Linked DNA regions of Sus scrofa: region 1 is linked to region 2. Evidence: chromatin contacts called from public Hi-C data. All regions are on one chromosome and are shown on one strand. The core of a region is the stretch at or near the end of the contact, and the rest is flanking DNA. Distances in the headings are between cores, read along the strand shown. Region 1 holds the start of RCAN1 (regulator of calcineurin 1). Region 2 holds the start of SMIM11A (small integral membrane protein 11A).

The links. A called contact is a pair of places that touch in the nucleus more often than the background predicts.
Region 1: a contact with region 2 is called in a Hi-C map of liver, with 2.6 times the contacts expected there. The contact joins the promoter of RCAN1 here to the promoter of SMIM11A in region 2. A contact is called at or near these places in 2 of 47 Hi-C or Micro-C datasets (embryonic fibroblasts and liver) and 2 of 2 datasets of contacts at active chromatin or transcription factors (alveolar macrophages and skeletal muscle).

The regions. Positions count from the first base shown.
Region 1 is chr13:198,114,855-198,119,205 of Sscrofa11.1, forward strand. RCAN1 (regulator of calcineurin 1) reads right to left here and starts at 1,689. Exons shown (of 4, transcript NM_001243913.1): 1 at 1,480-1,689. The coding sequence starts at 1,566.
Region 2 is chr13:197,982,512-197,987,105 of Sscrofa11.1, forward strand. It overlaps SMIM11A (small integral membrane protein 11A), which reads left to right and starts at 2,757. Exons shown (of 4, transcript XM_003132758.4): 1 at 2,757-2,896.

The sequences.
Region 1 (4,351 bases), core at 439-2,938, 130 kb after region 2:
CTTGTTCTCCCCCTCTTCTAAGCTGGGGCAAGTGTGGCGGGGGAAGGGTGTCTGTGCAGATTTGGAATCTCACACAACCTCATCCACGGGCACTGTGACCCACTGTTTCGTTTTAAAGTTATTATTCATAATTTAGGAGAGATGCCTTTTTTTTTTTTTTTTTTGGCTTTTTAGGGCCACACCCTCAGCACCGAAGTTTCCAGGCTAGGAAACTTGAAACTTGAATTGGAGCTACAGCTGCTGGCCTACACCACAGCCACAGCAACATGGGATCCAAGTCGGACTGCGACCTACACCACAGCTCAGGACAACACTAGATCCCCAACCCCCTCACGGAGGCCAGAGGTCAAACCCACATCCTCATGGATCCTAGTCAGGTTCGTTAACCACTGAGCCACGAAGGGAACTCCTAGGAGAGATGCCTTTGATGAATGTTCTTAGAATACAAGTCAGGGCCTAGGACCAGGACGCAAGAGAACCCACATTGTCTTGCTAATTTCATATTGCTATTGTACTGTTCTCTTAGAAAATAATCGTGTTTATTCTACTAACTGATACCTAGTTATGGTAGTGATTGGAGAGCATCTCAATTAAATAAGTAAATCAGTGATTTGACACATATAAAGCTAATATTAAATGGCTGGCTTTGTAGTATTTTTACCCATGCAACATCTTCTAATACTGGTTCTGAAACGCCAGTCTGGGCTTGCAAGCGTAGCACCCAGTGATGGAGTTAAATTTGATTAGCTTTGGATATAAAGCTATAACATGACCTGTGCCCTCCAAAAAGAACATACAGAATCCATTCCCTAGTGGTTGGAGATCAACTAGATACCTGCACAGCTACTGCTGAAAAATCTTACATTTTCATCAAATGAAGAAGAAAGCATCGTAATTAAAATGGCTAATTATATTAACTACCACCAATGAGAGCTGCTTCCCAGGAGGTACACTTATAAGTTATTTATCCAGTTTTATTATTTGCTATGGCTGCATTTTCTCCAGCGAGAGAAAGCTGGAAACTTGAAGACAGGCCGTTGTAATGACGGCAAACCCTCAAATGTCTTTACAACATTTATTTCCTAAGATAAAAATCCAAGTACTCTGAACTTCGGATGCCAAAGCCAAACGTTCTGTTCTTTGTCAGACAAGCCCTCCCTCCAAAGTTTACTTACGACCTGTACAGAATGACAAAAACCCAGTGCCAAAGGCTGCTTACTAATTAATTGGTCTGGAGATGAGGATGGTTTTTAAGCATTGAGAGCTTTGAAAATGCCATCACAGTCAATTCCTCCGGCAACACCTTCTGCTTTTCAAGGTTCAAAGTATTCTGGAGGACTTTCAAAACCCCAAAGCCACAAGAGAACCACCTACACCCCTCCCCCACCCCGCTCCAAACAAAGATTTCAGTTCGTACGTAGTCCCAGTTAACACACGCTTTGACAATGTTCAAAAACCACATGAGAGTAGAAGCCTTACCCTGGTTTCACTTTCGCTGAAGACATCACTGTTTGCCACACAGGCAATCAGGGAGCTAAAACTGTAGTTAAAGTTTCTAAAATGCATCTTGCTTTCTTAAGGTGAAAGCAATAGGCTCCCGGAGACGAGCTCCAAGTGAAGTTCCTTTACAGAGGCTGTGGGTTCTTTCCCCAGCCGGCGCTTATAAAGCATGAGGTCCAGCCCCCCCGGGGAAAAAAAAAAAAAAAAGAAAAAAAAAAGCTCCACTTCCAGAGCATCCTGTTTGGACACCAAATTCCTGAGTCAAGTCCTGCTTGCTCGCGGCAGACAGGGACAGAGTGTAAGTTTCTACTGGAAAGAGGTGACGTCAACACCTTAGTCATTTTCCCTATGCTAATTAACTTTGCTTGGGGAGGATGGAAAAAGAGCGGAGGTTTGCTGTGCAGCTGCTCTATCTACCCCTCTTGCAGCATAGTTTCCATTGGTAGTAATTCCATTCAGCCACTCAGTCACCAGGCTCGGCGGCTGAATGGGACGACCCTTCTTCAGATGGAAAATGTTACAGAAGAAAAGGAGGAAGGTCTTCAGCAGTAAATAGCAATTAGCCTCCAGGGAATTTTTAAGGCTTGGAGAAACCTGGAAACCACCATCTTGGCAAACTGTTTGAGCCCTGTAATTTTCTGAACCCTTCAATCACAGTTTCATATACCGGGGGGATTAGAGAAAACATTTGGAAATCTGTCTTGGTCAATGAACTCTGTTTCTAAAGAAGAAAGTGCAATTCATTTTGAAATAAGGTCTTTTTTGTTTCCTCTTCCAATTGAACTTTATTGGATGAATGTCCCAATTCCCCACTTGTACGCCCCAGTGAGAATGTGGGAAGAGATCCTAAGAGTATCACTGGAAAATCTATGACTGTAATTTGAGAACTAGGACTATGAACCACTTCGATCACTTTCGAACAGCTACTGAATTCAAAGATACCAAAACATTCTAGAGAACCTAGTCTCTGAAACTGAGAAAAGAAACATTAAGAGCTTGTCCTGTTTGAGAGACTCATAGCCTGAACATTTTCTGTTTTGAATAGGAAAAGAATAAATAGAAAGAACGTATGTTACAATTGAAAAGTTACCTTGGCTCGCCTTTTTTCAGGTTAGATGTCTGGTGGCAGGATTGCTGGTTCTTTTATTTTTAATTTTTATTTTTATTTTTATTTTTTTTTTTGTCTCTTGTCTTTTTAGGGCTGCACCTGCGGCACATGGAGGTTCCCAGGCTAGGGGTCTACTTGGAACTGTTGCTACCGGCCTGTGCCAGAGTCACAGCAATGCCAGATCTGAGCCTAGTCTGCAACCTAGAGCACAGGTCATGGCAATGCCAGATCCTTAACCCACTGAGCGAGGCCAGGGATCGAACCCGAAACCTCATGGTTCCTAGTCGGAATCATTTCCGCTGCGCCATGACGGGAGCTCCAGGATGTCAGTTCTTTTAAAAGGCTAAGACTTTCTTCCTCCCAGCTTTTTCTATTATTATTTGTTAAATGAAGTATAGTTGATTTAGAATGTCATGTGAGTTTCAGGTGTACTGCACAGTGATTCAGATACACACATACACATTTTTTACAGATTATTTTTCCTTAAAGGTTGTTACAGAATATTGAGTATACAGTTCCCTGTGCTATACACTAAGTCCTTGTTAGTTATCTATATTATATGCAGTAGTCTGTATATGTTAATCCCATTAAAAAGCTACAACTTTCCCGAGTTCCCGTCTTGGCTCAGTGGTCAACGAATCCGACTAAGAACCATGAAGTTGTGGGTTCGAGCCCTGGCCTTGCTCAGTGGGTTAAGGATCTGGTGTTGCTGTGAGCTATGGTGTAGGTTGCAGACGCGGCTCGGATCTGGCATTGCTGTGGCTCCGATTCGACCCCTAGCCTGGGAACCTCCATGTGACGCAGGAGCTGCCGTAGAAAAGACAAAAAAAAAAAAAAAAAAGCTACAACTTTCTGACCTTCCAAATACTTTGCAAGTTTAGGTCCCATGGCAGTTGGAGTCCCAGGTCCTTTCCCCTCTCCCCAACTTTATGATCACCTAAGCGCAGTCACGCTACTACTAAAAACAGTCACACTACTACTAAAAACACTCTCTAGTCTAGAGGCACACAGGGCCAGCTCTTAAGCTTCCAGAAGTTAAGTGGAATCCTGCCATTCCCCTTTAAAGATTAACTCCAAAGAATCACTGAAGTCAGCCAGTCATAAGAAGAATATATGCAATGGCTCTGAGCAAACCAGAGCATTTATCCCTCCATAAAAGGAAGCTCACCTCCCTGGATGAGAGCGTTGCTTAATCTCTGAGCAAGGTGCCCTGCTGCCAGCTTAGGGTTACGTAAGAGACCAGTTATGGTGTTTGCTTTACCAAATTACCTGTAACTCCCAACCCAAGAGATCTAAAGGCATGTATCCTAAACAAGTCTGGACCGCTGTGAATGAACAGGATGCGATGCCTCAAATGCCAAGAGGAAAGCTTCCTGCTGGGTGATGCTTGGTTCTGGGGACAGTGCGCTTAGATGAGCTGCGATTTCAGGGCAAAGCCTGGAGTGTGCCCTAGGTGGCAGCGGTGTGGGGATGGGAGGCTTTGCGGGTTGGCGGTGGGGGCGGGCACTGAAGGGAAAGGGACTGGCAGAAAGTGCATTCCACTCCCCCAGAGGGGCTGGAAACATCTCAACTCCCTCCGCTCCAACCCTCCTTTGCTGCTTCTGCTGGAGTCCACCTTGGAAATAAGGGTTAAAGGGGGATGAGAGGAGGGAGAAGAGGTGGATTTCACTGTCTCCTCCGCCCTTTCTCCTCCTCCTATGAAAACATATAGCGTGAAGCTCCAGCTCAGTTGTGTGGGCAAGT
Region 2 (4,594 bases), core at 1,507-4,006:
GCTGTGGCGGTAGCATAGGCTGGCAGCTACAGCTCTGATTCAACCCTAGCCTGGGAACATCCATATGCCACCCGTGTGGCCCTAAAAAGACAAGAAGCAAGCAAACAAAAAACAAAAAAGGAGTCGTTCTTCGATGTCTTACATGGATTACAAGGTTTGTCTCTTTTGAGTGAGATAGAGAGGTCTGTTTCCTAATAATAAACATGTAAGTATGCCAACAGAAGCATTAAAACAGTGTTAGGAAAAGCCATTCATATTCTAAGAGCAGATACGGAAAGCATGGCTTCCCTCCTTAGATCAGAAACCCGGCAATGCTGTAGCACACAGAACATCTGAACAAGTGTGCCCAGAGCAGCAACCCAAGATACAAAATCCTAGCCTTGGTTCTGAATCCAGACAGGAATCCAAGGTTTCTACTAACTGACAAAGACTATCTCCTTGACCAAATTCTGGTTCAGGCTTCTCTGAATCCCCTTTGTGACTTGATCTCAACCTTGACCTATAAACATCTGTAGACACTTGACACAAAATGTATCCTCCACCTCCCCACACTAAGAGACTTGAACAAACACTCCCACAGTTTCTAATAGCTCTAGGCTGCCTCCTTAAGAGGACCCCAGCCCCCTTTAAAGTACCTGCCTAAGAAAACTCAACAAACTGCCGCGAGAATTTACTGTTTGTTCCAGCCCAAACCTGGAGATAAGCAAATCAGCCCCGAACCCTTCCTAGAGCAGTTACTTTAGAAATTTTACAAGTATAAATCCTTCGTCTCCCCACTGGAGGCGTAAACCTTTCTTTTTTTTTTTTTTTTAGCTTTTTGGTGTTTTTTGTTTCCATATTCATGGCATGTGAATTCCCAGGCCAGGGATTTAACCCTCGCCATAGCAGTGACCCAAGCCACTGCAGTGACAAAGCGGCACCCTTAACCCACTGCAACACAAGAGAACTCCTGAAGTGTAAATCTTTGACCACCCAGGACTGTCTTGTCTCTTTGAAAATAACACATTCAAGGCAGTAACTCTCCCCAACAGACCCTTGCTTTAACTGGCACCACTGCCTCCAATCGTAAAAACAGGAGTTTGTTTCTCTTGCAGAGAAGTGTCCATCGACAAAGCCAGATCAGGCTGACTATTCCCTTCCACTTTTTGTAAATTTCCACTTCCCCCAACTCTGCCTGAGTGCCTGTGGCCCCAACCTCCTCATTCTCCTTCTTATGCCCAGTTACCTCTGCACCAATCAAAGTTGAGTTTAATTCATGCCGAATTCTCTTCCCTACTGTGATAGCGACTGAATCAAGTCTGTCCCTAACACATGAACCGGTGCCTGGCTTTATCTGTGACACAGGAAAACACATCAAGGGGAGGAGGGATCTAGGTTTTCCTAATTAAGTACATTTCATTATCATCATTTAATAAATGTTCATCAGCCAAGTTTACTTTCGGGGAATGGGAGAAATACCCAATCTTGACGAGCATTTTGGCTTGGATCCTGCATTGCTGTGGCATAGGCTGACAGCTGCAGCTCTGAGATTCAACCCCTAGCCTGGGAACTTCCATATGCTGCAGGTGCAGCCCTAAAAAGAAGGAAAAAAAAAAAAAAAGAGTTCCTTTTGTGACTCAGTGGTTAACAAACCCGACTAGGAACCATGACGTTGTGGGTTTGATCTCTGGCCTCGCTCAGTGGGTTAAGAATCTGGCAATGCTACTAGCTGTGGTGTAGGTCACAGACATGGCTCAGGTCCACTGTGGCTGTTGCTGTGGTGTAGGCCAGCAGCTGTAGCTCCAGATTCGACTGCTTTCCTGGGAACCTCCATATGCCATGGGTGCGCACCCACCCCACCCCCCAAAAAAGAAAAGGAACTCATGGTAGTGGCTGCCCTGATAGAGGCTAGATCCGGAGTCAGGTCCCAGCTCTGGCCCTTGCTGGCTTTAAAACCCTCCACGACTTAATCTGTGTCTTCATTTCCTCATTACAGTCATAATATGTCCTTCACAGGCCTGTCAGGAGACTTCAATTAGACAATAAAGTGCTTAGAACATTATTTCTGTTACTTTCTCCAGGAAACATTTCGTTTTTCACCACCACCAAGATGTCACAATGGGATATGGAATTGGACTGTCTGGTTCAAATCTCCGTTCTGCCACACCAATTTGCACGTTTTCTTGCGCTGGCCACTTCGTCTCCTCTTGCTTTAGTTTCCTAAACCACAGAAGGGTGAGCTGAGCATGGACTAAGGACTCTGTGAACTTTCCTCTTGCTACCCTTGAATTTCAGTGTCCAGTTTGTACCCTCCCTTACAGAAGGGTCTGAGTGCGTTGTAACTGCTTCCGTTTACTAAGCTCTTGTTGAATGAATCTGGGGACCTAGTATGGGCACCCCACCACTATTCCAAAGGAAAATGCACGCATTTTTGACAGAGACGATGAAGGCTAAATTTGGAAACTTCTGGGGACCCACGTGCCCTCGGCCACACACAGCAAGGATCACCCAAAGAAAGCGAGACAGCTGAGGGGGAGGGGCCCACAAAGCCCCGCCCCCCACAAAGCCCCGCCCCCACAAAGCCCCGCCCTCCATCCGCCGTCCTCCAACTCCAGTAACTTCAAAAGGAGAATGTGCCAAGGGCCTGGAGGAAAGCGCCTGGCCCACCCTCACTCGCCCGGCCAATCCCGTTCCGTGACCCACGTCGCAGCCCCCAGAAAGCCGCGCCAGCCCCAAGCGCGATTGCGCGTGAAGCGGCGCACGCATCAAGGCGGCGCACGCATCAAGGCGGCGCTCGCAGCGATGCGGTCCTGGCCCACTGCGCAGGCGCGCGGAGCGGTGCATTTCGGGACGTGTAGTTTTCCCGCGGCGTTGTAGCTGTCGTGTGTGCCGGCTGGTTCCTCCGCGGCCCGGAGCTGTAAGTGGGTGGTGTCCTGGGCCACGGAATCCTGAGCTGAGGCCCGGCAGCTCTTGGGGGCGCTGGGGAGTTTGGCGGCCGGCCCTGCGATCGCACTTTCTCTCTAGACGCTCACCGCCGGGCCCCCGGGCACGGCGAAGGTGACTGCTGCCACCTCCCGCCCCCCGCCCGCGGATTGCCCCTGTCTGGCTGGGTTGCCCCGGCGCCGCGGATCCCGCGCGGTGGGTGGAGTGTTGAGGCTGTCACGCAGGCCGGAGAGATTAGGAGGCGAGCGAATGCTCTGGACGCCCTGTTCTGTTAGAATGGCGGGGCGGAGGGGGCGGGGTGGGGGGCAGTGCTTGCCTTTGGCCCTCATTCTCGGGTGTGAGCGGTACAGGCCTTGCTCCCCAAGAGTCGGGGATGGAGAGGACCCTGGCCCGGCCCTCGGATTACTGTTACGGTTACGGAGAAGTTGAGGCCCAGCCCCTCGCCCTGGGAACCCCGGGCTGATCCGGGCTTGGGCCTTAGAGGCCAACCAGGTGATATCCTAGGTTCATCTTGAACCCCTTCCTTCCCACACCTACCGCTCTTTCAAAAGATTGGGTGAAGGGTTGGGGTGAAAAGGGTAGAGACTGGGAATGAGAACAGCTCCGGAAAGTTCAAACTAGGGACACATACTTAGTGGCTGGAATGAGACTCCAAGAGACAGACCGACCCTTGGGGTTTGTTAGGTGTGCCAAGAAGAAAATTGTGGACCATACATTGTCCATAGTGCTTTAATTGGCTTAATGAAAATAAGCCAGTAGCTTTTCTATTTTTTAGGAGAAATCTGGCAAAGGAGAACTCAGGACGTTTTTGCAGGAGAGGAAATAAAACTCTGAGCCATTGTTAAAAGGGAAGTTTAAAACTTCCAGCGCTTCATAGATTTTAGGCCTCTCAAAATTGTGGCTGTCAGTTTGTAGTTCAGCCCTCAGATACCAGCTGCCTCCTGGTTCTGGTGTTGGGTCAGGTGTACATATGGCAGCAGAGCAAATAGCCTGTTGATATTTTTAGCTTTCTCAGTTGTTCTTATTTGCTGAAGTCCTGCAGGGTGCTACAGAAATGGCTGAGTTGGAGCATGTAATTTAGGGGAGGTGGGAAAGAGTTGTAATTTGGAGCCAGTGAGTGGGAATGAGTTTGACTGATTTGCCCTCTCCTCTTTCACCCTCAGCCTAAGTCTTCCACTCCTTTGCACATTGACCCTAATTTTTTTTTTTCTAAAGAGACTGAATTTTATCACCCTAGATATGAAGTTGAGTGAGCTGCCAGTATATTTTTAGTTAGATTCTGTGATATCAAAGAGGGTGGTGACTTAGGCATTGCCGAGTTTCAGCACTGTTCTTTGGCTTCTGATTTTTGAGATAACACTTTAGGTTAAAGAGGCTAATGACCTGTGCCAGGTCACTCACGTGCCCTGCCATTGGTGCCACCAAGAATTGAGCCCAGATCGCCAGTTCTCCTGGTTATCCAGTGCTGGTTCTTTATACCATATCCTGCTGTCTGCATTTTGACTGATACCACTTTTTATCAGCTTGACATGTCCATTAGTGGAAAGAGATATTTATCATAACAGTTATCGTTGGTATTTGTTTAGTGCTTTCCATATGCTGAACACATTGCTTAGTGTTTGCAGTCTCTGAAGGAGAATTGACAGACAGGGCAGCTGAGGCTTAGAGAGGC